3 separate regions of the Mus musculus genome follow, and all the other regions are linked to region 2. A link is a contact called in public Hi-C and Micro-C data. All regions are on one chromosome and are shown on one strand. Each heading gives the region's core, a stretch centred on a gene start, on an enhancer-like site or on the middle of the called end of the contact. The rest is flanking DNA. Distances are from core to core; before and after follow the strand shown. Region 1 overlaps Zfyve28 (zinc finger, FYVE domain containing 28). Region 2 holds the start of Sh3bp2 (SH3-domain binding protein 2). Region 3 holds the start of Hgfac (hepatocyte growth factor activator).

Region 1 (3,849 bases), core at 915-3,414, 340 kb after region 2:
ACCTGGTGCTTGCCTTGTCACATTCAGGACTATTTGCTGTCCCACAGTGCTTCTTCTGCCTCTCGGCTATCTTTTGATAACTGTGGGATGTGGATGAGAACTCTGACCCTTTCCCTGCCCCAGAGAGAGGCTCTGAGTGGCAAGGAGGGGAGGAGTGGGAGCTGTGGGGATTTCAGAGGGTTGGGGATGGTGTCCCCTCAGCCACCCTCTCAGGGTTGTAGTCCCTAGCCTGGAATGGTGGGGTGGAAGTGAGGATCCACCTTCCTTCCAAGTCACCCTGAGAGGCTTGGCAGAGGTAATGGGGGTAGGGGCAGCTAGAATCTGTAGTGACAGTTGCCATGTCACCAGAAGCCCCTCCCCCCATCCCTTGTGTGTGTGTGTGTGTGTGTGTGTGTGTGTGTGTGTGTGCTGTTTCTCTTAAAGAGACTTCAGCTGTCTTCCTTCGTTTCCTGCAGTTGGTCTCCAGGTGCTGTGGCATTCAAAGCCTGCACTCAGAAGCATGAATCGAGACCACCTCTTTGCTGTTCAATTTGTGGAATGAAAGCAACAGTAAACACTCTTTGCAGAGCACTTTCCTAGATGTATAAACATTGATTACAAGTTCCGACTCCCCTAAACGACTTAAGCTATAATTATATGTTAGGTATGACTATTTCCTTTGACGGCATCAAACACTTTAAGCGTGCTGTGCTTGTGTGGACTTCTCTTCACTGCATGAATATCCCCTCCCTGCAAACGGCTCTGTGTATTAGTGGCCTGAGGCAGCTGCACTGCTGTTTCACAGACTGGATCTTTATCTAGCCATCAGGACATTTGACTGCTATTATCTGGGCTCAGTGATCTCATCTCTGGACCAGTAACTCACGAGCAGCTGTGAGATGGTCTCAGGAGGGGATCAGAGATTCCATATCCATATTAGTGTTAGAGGAGACCTAAAGCCAGACTTCTACTCTCAAGTCTTAGAGGCTAGAGGTCTGAGGTCACATTGTACTCCAGCTAAAGGTTCTGAGCCTTCCTGCCTCGAGTTCCCAGGGCTCCTGGCATTTCCTTGACTTGTGGGAAATCTCTCCCTCATAAGGACCTTTACTGATCATCCAGGCTGGCCTCATCGTGAGATCCTGACACTGACGAATCTATAAAGTACCTTCTCTCCAAAAAGCTCACTGCCAAATCCTCTGGGGTGTGATGTGGATGTGTCACACTTGGGGGCATGTGGCATTCACCATAACATATGGATCTTGGGCTTCTGACTACTCTGCTCTTCCACTTTCCCAGAGGAACCACCATTGGATGTGTTTTCATGGTGCCATGATGATGACATCAGGAAGAGTGCCTGGCCAGGGCACTCTTCCATATAGTGTCTGGTCCCTGCAAAGTGATTGTCCCCGCAGAGAGGAGAGCCTGCTTATGTATGGACTCTCTTGTCTGTTCCTCAGACATGGAGGCTACTGTGTTGGGGATCTTCTGGTGTAGATCCAGAACAAGAAGAAAGGCTGTTGCAGGTTTTTACATTCTCATTGTGTTAATACACAATGGGTCCACAGTAGTGGGCAGGGGTGGAGCAGGAAGAGATTTGTGTAGCAGGGTCTGTTTGTAGAGAGGGAGTTAAAGGGATGGGAGGTGAGTGAGTTGAATAGAGACCTCATGACTTTTGTATGCAGAGCTTCTCTGTCCTGGATCTGTAGGGTTCTTGGTAGGAGCTATGCAGTGATTGGGTGCAGCCTGTGCCTGGTACGGTTCATATTGGGTTCATTTAAGTCATGGACATTCATTCCTTCATGAAAAAAAATGTCTTGGAGCTTCTTTAACAATGAGCAGTAGATGCTGCAGAGGAAAACTGCCGTCTTGCAGTCTTGACAACAGGAAGTCAAGATAAGGGAGTCTCAGAGCTGGTTCTATCAGGGGCTGTGAGGGAGATCCTGTCCTAGGCTACCCTCCTGCTCCTGGTGGTGGCCAGGCATCCCTGGAATTTTTTGGCTTGTGGAAACATCACGCACAACCCGTGCCTTCATCACCACATGCTGCCATTCCTTCATGCATGTCTGTGTTGATTTACTATTTATGGAGTTACCAGTCCTGTTGGATCAGGGCCTACCCTGCTCTAGTATGACCTCATCTGAGTTCATGATGCCCACTAGGATGCTGACTGCAGGGTAGGACTTCATCATGCATATGAATGGATACCATTCACCCTAGGACAGCATACATAACTCTCTGCTAGAGCCAAGCAGCACTGTAAGGTGCCTGATGGTCATAGCATGCTGACCACCTGCTGCCATTCACAGCTGACCTGCAAAGTGGGTGTGACCTAGTTAGATATTTTTAGAGCTTGTTATTAGAAAGTTGTCCTGCCCTACCTGTCTTATTGCTGTGACGAAACACCATTATAGCAGTTTGGAGTGGGGGTAGGTTTATTTCCATAGAACAGTTCAATATCAAATGGTGTGAGAGCAGGAACTCAGGCACGCAGGAACCTGGAGGCAGGAGCTGATGCAGAGGCCATAGAGCTGCTTTCTGGCTTGCTCCCTCTGGCTTGCTCAGCCTGCTTTCTTATAGTACCCAAGACCACCAGCCCAGGGATAGCACCCTCCCCTATAAAGTGCCAGGCCTTCCCACATTCATCATTTATTAAGAAAATGCCCTACAAGCTAGCCTATAGTACAGACATAAGGAAGTGATTGCCTTAAGTGAAGTGTCAAGTTGACAAAACTATCCAGGGTATTGCCTGACCTCTTGACTCCTGAAGAAGGCAGAGCCAGACCATGTTGTGGCCATTTCAGCTCTCTGGAGCTTTACTCTTGGGGACTGAGATGTCCAGGGTGGTGGGACTGACCGGGTCCAGGGCCTAAGTGTGAGACCCTCCTGGCTAACTTCTGGACAGGCCAAGTCGCCTGCTAGTTTTATCTCAGGCATCAGATCCTTAGCAGTGTGTTTCCTAGGTAGATGGCCAGATGCCCACTGTGCCCTGGCCCATTTCTCCACCTCTCTCCTCTTTCAGCCTCTTGCTGCCATCACCATCTGCAGGCCCAAGGGTGCCATCTGCTGCCTGCTGCCTCTTCATTCTCTTCTTGGAATTGAATTTCTATTTATTTGTTTGTTTATTTTTTTAAATTAGGTATTTTCTTCATTTACATTTCAAATGCTATCCCAAAATTCCCCCATACCCTCCCCCACCCACTCCCCTACCCACCCACTCCCACTTCTTGGCCCTGGTTTTCCCCTGTACTGAGGCATATAAAGTTTGCAAGGCTAAGGGGCCTCTCTTCCCAATGATGGCTGACTAGGCCATCTTCTGCTACATATGCAGCTAGTTAGCCCAGAAACTTAGAATATCCAAGATACAAGTTGCAAAACACATGAAACTCAAGAAGAACGAAGACCAAAGTGTGGTCACTTTGCACCTTCTTAGAAATGGGAACAAAACACCCATGGAAGGAGTTACAGAGACAAAGTTTGGAGCTGAGACGAAAGCATGGACCATCTAGAGACTGCCACACCCGGGGATCCATCCCATAATCAGCCTTCAAACGCAGACACCATTGCATATGCCAGCAAGATTTTGCTGAAAGGACCCTGATATAGCTGTCTCTTGTGAGGCTATGCTGGTGCCTGGCAAACACAGAAGTGGATGCTATTGGATGGTACACAGGGCTAGAGAAAGCACCCAAGGAGCTAAAGGAGTCTGCAACCCTATAGGTGGAACAACAATATGAACTAACCAGTACCCCCAGAGCTCGTGTCTCTAGCTGCATATGTTTGTTTATTGAGTCTGTGTCTTACTATGCCTAGCCTCAAATGTACCTTTCTCCTAAGCTGGGATTATGGAAATGTACCACACTGAATGCTTCA
Region 2 (3,902 bases), core at 611-3,110:
GACTCTTCATAAGTCCCCAGGCTTCTGAGTGGGGCTCTGGGGGTGACCATGCCACATAGTCAGTCCCCAATCCTCTTGGCGACACACCTGACTCCAGAATTCTGAGCACAGTCCTTTTACCACCGTGAATTCAGCGAGTTCATGGCCCCAGGAAGGCTGGGGCAGTAATGACTGAACTCAGGAAGCCCTAGCCTGGGCATATCAGGCCTTATGCCATAGCTACCCAAGGTTCCAATGCCTGGGCAGCTCACAAAGTGCTTGTCCTAGAGCAGGGGGCACTGGGGTCACCCCCTTGAAAATGGCTGTTCAAGAGCACTGAGGCAGGCAATGAGAACCTTTTCCATCAGATCTGATCTTCTATGGAGAGAAAGTCAGGTCCTGAGATGTCCACCCTTCCTCAGTAACTTCTGTCTATCCCCACTTTGAAGCCCTGAAGTCAGGTAATAGAAGAGCAAGCCAAGAGCCCCCCACTTCCCAGATTTAATAATTTGGGCTCCAATAGTTTGGCTTTCTGGGGGAACTCCAGCCTCAGTTGTTAGAGCTATAAATTGGGAGCACAGGGTGGACTCTGAACACACACACATACACCTTGTCATCAGTGCCATGAGGACCATTTGGCAGGTTTTCTAGTATCCACATTATCAGCCCAGAGTATCAAGACTCAGAGGGTCCTTCCTGTAAGGAACCCCAAGTGCCAGTCACAATTGCCCCCTAACTTGGCATTATTCTGTTGGTACACCCACTCACCCCATCAGGTCCCTCTTTGGACCCTGAGGCACTGCATGAGGGGAAGGTCAGGGATCTGCTCTCAACAAGGTGGGATGGCTCCAGCCATATCCAGAAGGGCAGGCTGCTGAGATTTCTATTACTATAGTGCCAACTCCCCCAAAAACACACAGAGAAAACCCTCCAGCCCCGGGGTGGCCTACGTCTGAAAGCTCAGCATTCAGAAGGCTGAAGCAGGGAAACCTACTGCATCCGAAAATGAAAGGAAAAAGGATGGAAATCAATTAAGCTCTTGTCAACGGCCAGGCTCACCTCACACCGCCAAATATGTGTTAGAGAATCAAGTTCCGTTGGCTACCCCATACACACACACATCACACACACACACACACACACACACACACACACACACACACACACTGAGAGAGAGAGAGAGAGAGAGAGAGAGAGAGAGAGAGAGAGAGAGAGAGCGCATTAACACTCAAATGCACTTGGTCCATGGTCCAGGCCATTGGTCAGGACCATTGGTCCTCGAACCACAGAACCACAGGCGGAGGTTTGGAACAATGGCGCGACCACACCCCCGCGCAGGGCCAAGGGGAACGCGGGTCCGAGCACAGCAGTGGAGTGCGAGGAGGGTGCCCACTCCCATGCCCATGCCGTGCAAGCAGATGGACAGACAGCGCGCCAGGCTCTCGAAGCCCCCTGGCCAGCCAACTCTGGCTGGCCCATGCTCTCCTTTGTTCTGAGTAGACGCCGGATAGCGCCTGGGGCTCCAGGGACTTTCGGTCCCGGGTCGTGGTGCAGAGGGTGGGGGCCCAGGTCTGAGGAGTGGAAGTCTGAACTGAGTGTGGATGCTCAGAACCAGGGCTGGGGCCCCAGATCCCGAGCCCCAGGCAGGATCAGTACTCACGGTGTCCACGCGGCGGGCACAGCCGGCTTCCGGGGGGCGGCCAGCGCCCGCCTTCCCTGTGAGCAGCGACAGGGTCCCGAGGTGGGCCCACCGGCCGCAGCCTCGTCCCTGGAGCCTGTCTCTCGCCAGCCCCAGCTCCGCGGCCGCGACCCTGAGCCCGCCATAGCTCGTAGAGCCCCAGGCCGGAGCTGCCCCTGGCTCCTCCCCTCGCGGGCGGTAGTGTAAGGGCTAGGGGCCAGGTAAGAAAGCGGACCCGCCCCTCCTTACGTCAGTTTCTCCACCCACTGCACTGAGGGTGGTGGGCTGCAATAAGTGGAAACTTGGAAACTTGTGTCTGTATAATCCAGAATTAAGAGCCATCCAGACAAACAAGGAAGCCACCAATGCGAATGAGGAAGTCACGCTCATATTCCCAACATCTGAGGATCCCGAAGTCCCCGCCTGCTGATCTCCACCCAGTTTGCACCTTGGATATGAGCGTCTATGGCACCCTACTTCCTACGCTAGTACCCCATCATGTCACCTTGCCAATGTCCACTCCATGGGTCTCCCTCGGGACGGAATTCCTCCAAGGAGTGAGCCAGCCCTTGGCAGCTCTTACCTACTTGGGCTTCTTTGAATACCTGTCCCAGAAGAGTGTTCCTGGATGCCTAAGGCTGGTAAAGCCCTGTTGACTTCCTAGGCATCCTTCCTTCTCCATCTCCCATCATCACACAGGCTGCCCCAAGATGGACTATCTGTGGCAGAAGGCAGCACACTTGCCCTTCAGAGGCAACTCTGGTATATTCCTCAGGCTTCACTCCCACCAACTGTCTATTCTAGACTCTTCTCCCTGGTGTCCAAGTCTCTATATTAGGCAAGCTCTCCAGGCCCCTTCCTACTATATGCAGCCTTGACGTTCCTACAGCTTTCTCACTCCAAGAGTCCGGCTGCCTGGGGCATTGGTTTCTGGAGGAACATCTTACCCAGAACACTAAGCTGCCTCCTTCTTCCAGCCACCCTGCATTACAGATCCCCGTCTCTACTGCTTCTGAGCAGGCCACACCTCTCCCTGCCTCCCCCAATTTCCCTTCCTCACCTTCCAGCCAACACACCATTCCCATCACATCATTATTCTAAATGCCATGGACACAATCCTGCCGGGGGGGGGGCATTAAAGAGGGTCTCACTCTGTAGCCCTGGCTTGGCTCTACCTTGGCATCCTCCTGCCTCAGCCTCCCAAGTACTGGTATTGCTGCTGTACACTATCACACCTGGCAACACTCTAGCACTTCCTAATCCAGCCCTACCTCTACTTTCGACCTTTTAGATGTGCTTTGCTCTGCTGTGCACAGACTCTGCTCACCCAAGCCCACAAGAATTCACCTTAGTCCAGGTTGTTTCCACTGCCTGCTGCTGCAAGTAAAGTAATTTAGCCATTAAATATTAGATTCCAAGAGCACTAGTCATATACAAACTCGCAGAGCAAATCCAATGAGGCCAGCATCACCTCAATACCCAAACCCAGATGAAGCTGTCACAGACACGAAAGCTACAGACCAATAAGTCTCTGAGGATTTCTGTTTGTGTATCTTTTTTATGACAGAATAGCTCGGGCTGGCCTTGAACTTCTGATTTCCCTGCTTCCATATCCTAAGTTTGAGGATGACCACATCTGGCTTAAGCAGTGTTGAGGACTGAAACTAGACAGGAGTCTACCAACTGAGCCATATCCCCAGCCCCAAATCCCCTTCTGGGCACAGCATAAACATTCTCCACAAGATGCTAGCAAACTGAATCTAACAGCACATAAAAAAATACAATAATAAATAAATCTAAAAAGAAAAAAGAAGGGAAGAAAGAGAGAAAGGAAGGAAGGAAGGAAGGAAGGAAGGAAGAAAAACAGCAGAAGGGAACTCTCTAAACCTAACAAAGGCCATCTAAGAAAAGCCTACAGCTATTACAGCCGGAAGTAAAAGGCCGAACATTTTCAGTTTCCTGAAAGGCAGGAACAAGGCAAGGATCCCATTGCTTCTTTTCAACATTGTATGGAAAGTGTGGCCAAGGAAAGTATATAATAAAAAGAAATTGAATGTCAGGCTGGACAGGCAGTCAGTGGTTAGGAGCCTGACTGCTTTTACAGAGGATCCAGCACCCACAAGGAATCTCACATCTGTCTGCAGCTCCAGCTCCAGGGGACTTGATGCCCTCTTCTGGCCTCTACAAGCACTACATACATTTGCTGTGCAGACACAAGTAAATCAAGTGTCCAGATAAGAAAAAC
Region 3 (3,840 bases), core at 467-2,966, 490 kb before region 2:
GGAGCCCTGGTATCACCAATGATCAGCAAAGCCATCCAGGGTCTAGGAAGGCTAGGTCCTGTCTGGGAGAAGCACCCTCTGCTGCCCTCTGGGCTGGCAGCAATTTTGCCCCTAGATATCTCTGAACTCAAGAAGATCAAACTCAGAGACACCCCCCCCCCAAACTCCATGCAGAATCCTTGCCCAGGTCACTAGTATCCTCACCCTGCACACTGACCCCTATACTCCTAACCCAAGCACCCTGTCAAAGCCTTTCCTGGGGGCTCAGGCTGGCCCTTTCACATATCTACCTGGACCTTCCACAGGCAGGGTCACCTCTGCACAGTAGCCCCAGGCCCGGTCTCGGTCATAGTTGTGTGTTGTAGCGCACCTGGAGGGTCGAGTCAGAGGATAAAACTGAGTCCCTGCCCAGAGCCCCACCCATCTCTGCCTGGGCACCCTGGAGCCCCTGTTCACTAAATGTACCTGCTGGGCATCAAGACCTACTAGCTTCAGGGTTCATGAGGGTCCACAGTGGGAACCTGTGTAGGTTCCTCAGCCGCTACCCCACTCTGGGACTCACCACTTCCTGTAGGCACTTCCCTCAGAGGTACAGGAGTGCAGCATGCGGCCACCGTAGCGGAAAGGGAACCTGCACGGCTGCCCAGACTCGGTGAGCACTGTGGAGGGGTGTCAGGGATCAGGCATCCCACTGGGTACTCCACCCCTACCCAGGCCCCACACCTCTTTAGCTGCCTTCCTGTTACAGTGTCTCACCTACCTTGGCCCCCAGGGGGGCTGCTGCTGGAGGGAGGAGGGTACCTCTCACTTTGGGGTCCCTCAGTCTCTGCTGCTGGAGCACTTTCTGTTGAGGTGCTGACATTCCCAGAGATCACAGGGATCGTGGGGGTCACGGGGGTGGCTGTAACGTTAGGTCCTGGGGGCTCTGTGTGGTTCTAGGAGCCCAAGGGGCCACAAAGGTGTCAGTGTGGAATAGTCCTTCACACTTGGACTCCACCAGTCGGATACACCAGAGACCTGAGACTCCTTAGGGCAGGTCCAAGAGGCAGTGGGTGTCCCCAAGACCTCCTCTGGCCTTTCCTTCTGAATCTGAGTGATCCAATGTGCTAACTTAAGAGTCACAGGGCCCCAGGTCACCCTGGTCCTTGAGATTCAGTCCTGGGGGGCAGTCCTGGGGTGGACAGGAACAGCTGAAGCACTCTGAGGTCTCCTACACCCCATCTCAAACACTGGAATGCAGCAGAAGCCCCAGGACCCCCCCCCCCCACTCACTCACGGGGCCTGGGCCACACAGTGGCAACAAGAGGATCCTAACAAGTTCAGGCCCAAGCACTACAGACCAGCCTAGCCCAGCACCCCATATCTCAGTGCAAAATGACAACTTCCACTCCACTATGCCACCACACTGGGTCCCTAGCTCACTCTGGGGCCCTCTTTCTGACCTCTCTCTTCCCAGGAACCGAGTGTGCATAGAGAACCCTTGGCCACATGCAAGGGAGAGGGGCAGTGCTCACCCTGCCAGCCTGGGGCTGGGCCCCCCGAGGCACCACCAGCAGCAGCAGGAGCAGCAGGAAGGGACATGGCCTGGGTAAGGGACAGAGGCTAGAGATCCAGGCCTGTCGCCCCATGGCTCCTCCTGAGCTGGCGTGAGGTGTAGCAGGAACAGAGTAGCCAGGGAACGTGGCCAGGGCAGGTGGGGTCAAGGCTACATGATAATGATTAACCCTGCCACCCACTGCATCCTGTTAGGCTCCTCCACAGCCATAGCTCCACCCTGCTGCCACAGCTCTGCCTGCTCTGCTGGGGCAGCTGTTGTTCTCTGGCAAAGGCTACAACTGCTCCTCGGCCCAACACAACCTTCAAGTCTCAGCCTCTTCCAGGAAGTCTTCCAGTGTGACTTGGGCAGGTCAGAGCCAGGCCTCCCAGGCACAGGTGCTGGCCATATTGCTGGCCACTCCTGTCTATGAGCCCTTTACAGGACCTGCTGCATGCAGGAACCTGGGGGTTCCAGTTCTTCCCAGCCAGCTACTGACTCATGGTGGGGGTGATACAGTCCCCAATCCACAGATGTCAACACAGGGTGGAGGGTACCCCCTCTACCCATTGCCACATAACAACTCAAGAGAGGTAAGGGTTGCTCCCTGGACCAAGTGCTGTGACCAGTGCCTGAGAACAGTAACTCTCTTTGCTGGTTTGTCTACTTGTCCTAAGCCTGGGGTACTCAGGACCCCCAGAATTCTATCCTTACCAGACAGCCTGGGTACCAGCAGCCCCCCAGTAAGCTTTCCCAGTCTGGTTACCTGTGGGCATAGCCTGCATGCCTTCAGTTGGGCAGGCTATACACAGAGCTTCCCTGTGGCTCCAGGCAGGCACTGGGGGCCCTAGGCAAACTGGAGTGGCCACCTCATACCCATAGCTCTAGCTGTCTTCTTGGGATCTCTCCAATTCCTGAGGGAGGGGGACAGGGCCAGTGGCAGGAAGGCTCCACTGGGCACAGTGGGTACAGTGGGCAGGAATGAGATCACAGTGACCCCCACCATAAATCTCAACCAAGCCCCGCCCTCACCAATGGCCAAACAGCACCCAAGCTTGCCAAAGTAGGTGCTAGAAGCATGGTGGGGCATGATGGGTACCAAAGGCATGGTGGTTCATGGCCAAGTGCGGGTATACAGTGGTGTCTGAGCATTGTGGTACTGAGGAAACAGTGGTGCTGGCGCACAGTGGGTACCAGGCAGATGCTATGAGTGCTAGGACATTGCGGGTGTTGGGAAATGTTGCTGCTGGGATGTGCATGATGAGGTGCCTCAGAGAAGACGCTCTCTGAGAAACCTTTCAGCCAGTCCATCTTCAATTCCAGGGAGAGATGTAAGATTAGCAGCTTGGCAGTTGGGCCATCAGTGTTGGGGCCTCTGCTCAGGCATCCTGGGCTTGTGACAGTGTGTCTTACAGGCTCAGCCCAGCACCACCCTGTGGTCCTTCCCCTCCTGCTTCTCACTGATGTCCTGCCATATCAGGACTTCTCATTCTATAGCCAGATTCACTCTGGTCTCAGCCTCAGACACACTGGCTCTTGCCTCCCTATAGAACTTATCTACAGTCAGGTTTTAGTTCAGATGTCCCCTCTCTAGAAGCCCCCTGGGTCACCTGAGTGAGACTAGGGAGAGGGGCAGGGCCAGTGGCAGGAAGGCTCCACTGGGCACAGTGGGTACAGTGGGCAGGGATGAGACCACAGTGACCTCACCATAAATCTCAACCAAGCCCCACCCTCACCAATGGCCAACCTCAGAGAAGACAGAAGACACAGATGTCCAAAAACCCCAGGTCATCTGCAAGGGACAATATGAATGGACAATGTTGGGGTGTGGCTGGCCTCAGTATCCAAGATGGTCATAGAGCCCATACATCTGAGGATGGGAGGCGATCCCATCCTTTAGCTCCCAAGCACCAAGCTATCTCTGTGCAGCCACCCTTGTCCAGGAACCATTTCCTCTCTGGAAGTCTTTCTTCCTAGGGCCATCTGCAGGGGTAAGGGCTCCAAGAGGATGGCATGTGACATCGGCACTCAGCACAATGCAGTACATGGCAGGTCTTCAGAAGCATTTTATTGGGCAAAGTCTGAACACCAAGGCGGGCTGCTATAGAGGTGTCTAACCCAGCCCCTGGGATGAAGTTGTCCCCTCACTTCCTAGTTTGGCTCCTGGCTTCCTATTGGGGCCGAGGTGGCTCTTGGCTCTTCCCAGGCTCCTGCCGTCTCAGAGTCATGAGCTCCTCAAACATCCATATAAGCATGGGAGTCAGTACATGGAGCAGTAGGAATTGCAGGTCCAGCATAGCTTCAAA

What was found. A called contact is a pair of places that touch in the nucleus more often than the background predicts.
Region 1: a contact with region 2 is called in a Hi-C map of cerebellum, with 1.8 times the contacts expected there. The contact joins the enhancer-like site here to the promoter of Sh3bp2 in region 2. A contact is called at or near these places in 2 of 484 Hi-C or Micro-C datasets (the G1E-ER4 cell line and cerebellum) and 4 of 115 datasets of contacts at active chromatin or transcription factors (embryonic forebrain, embryonic stem cells, regulatory T cell precursor and 1 more).
Region 3: a contact with region 2 is called in a Micro-C map of embryonic stem cells, with 2.2 times the contacts expected there. The contact joins the promoter of Hgfac here to the promoter of Sh3bp2 in region 2. A contact is called at or near these places in 2 of 39 promoter capture datasets (both in embryonic stem cells), 1 of 15 datasets of contacts at CTCF or cohesin (stem cell-derived epiblast-like cells), 10 of 484 Hi-C or Micro-C datasets (the G1E-ER4 cell line, the HL-1 cell line and embryonic stem cells) and 1 of 115 datasets of contacts at active chromatin or transcription factors (bone marrow-derived dendritic cells).

Annotation. Positions count from the first base shown.
Region 1 is chr5:34,204,261-34,208,109 of GRCm38.p6, reverse strand. The region is part of intron 8 of Zfyve28 (zinc finger, FYVE domain containing 28); the gene reads left to right. Among named protein-coding and RNA genes, the nearest start is that of Mxd4, 18 kb to the right of the region's middle. Within about 2 kb of position 2,164, at least 13 of the 459 cell types and tissues checked have an H3K27ac peak or open chromatin away from gene starts, as enhancers often do. A contact at or near this core is called in cerebellum, where this site is marked.
Region 2 is chr5:34,547,534-34,551,435 of GRCm38.p6, reverse strand. It overlaps Sh3bp2 (SH3-domain binding protein 2), which reads right to left and starts at 1,860. Exons shown (of 13, transcript NM_001145859.1): 1 at 1,640-1,860. The coding sequence starts at 1,803.
Region 3 is chr5:35,039,385-35,043,224 of GRCm38.p6, reverse strand. It overlaps Hgfac (hepatocyte growth factor activator), which reads right to left and starts at 1,716. Exons shown (of 14, transcript NM_019447.3): 1 at 1,515-1,716; 2 at 761-935; 3 at 563-659; 4 at 291-370. The coding sequence starts at 1,628. It also overlaps a transcript of Rgs12 not described here.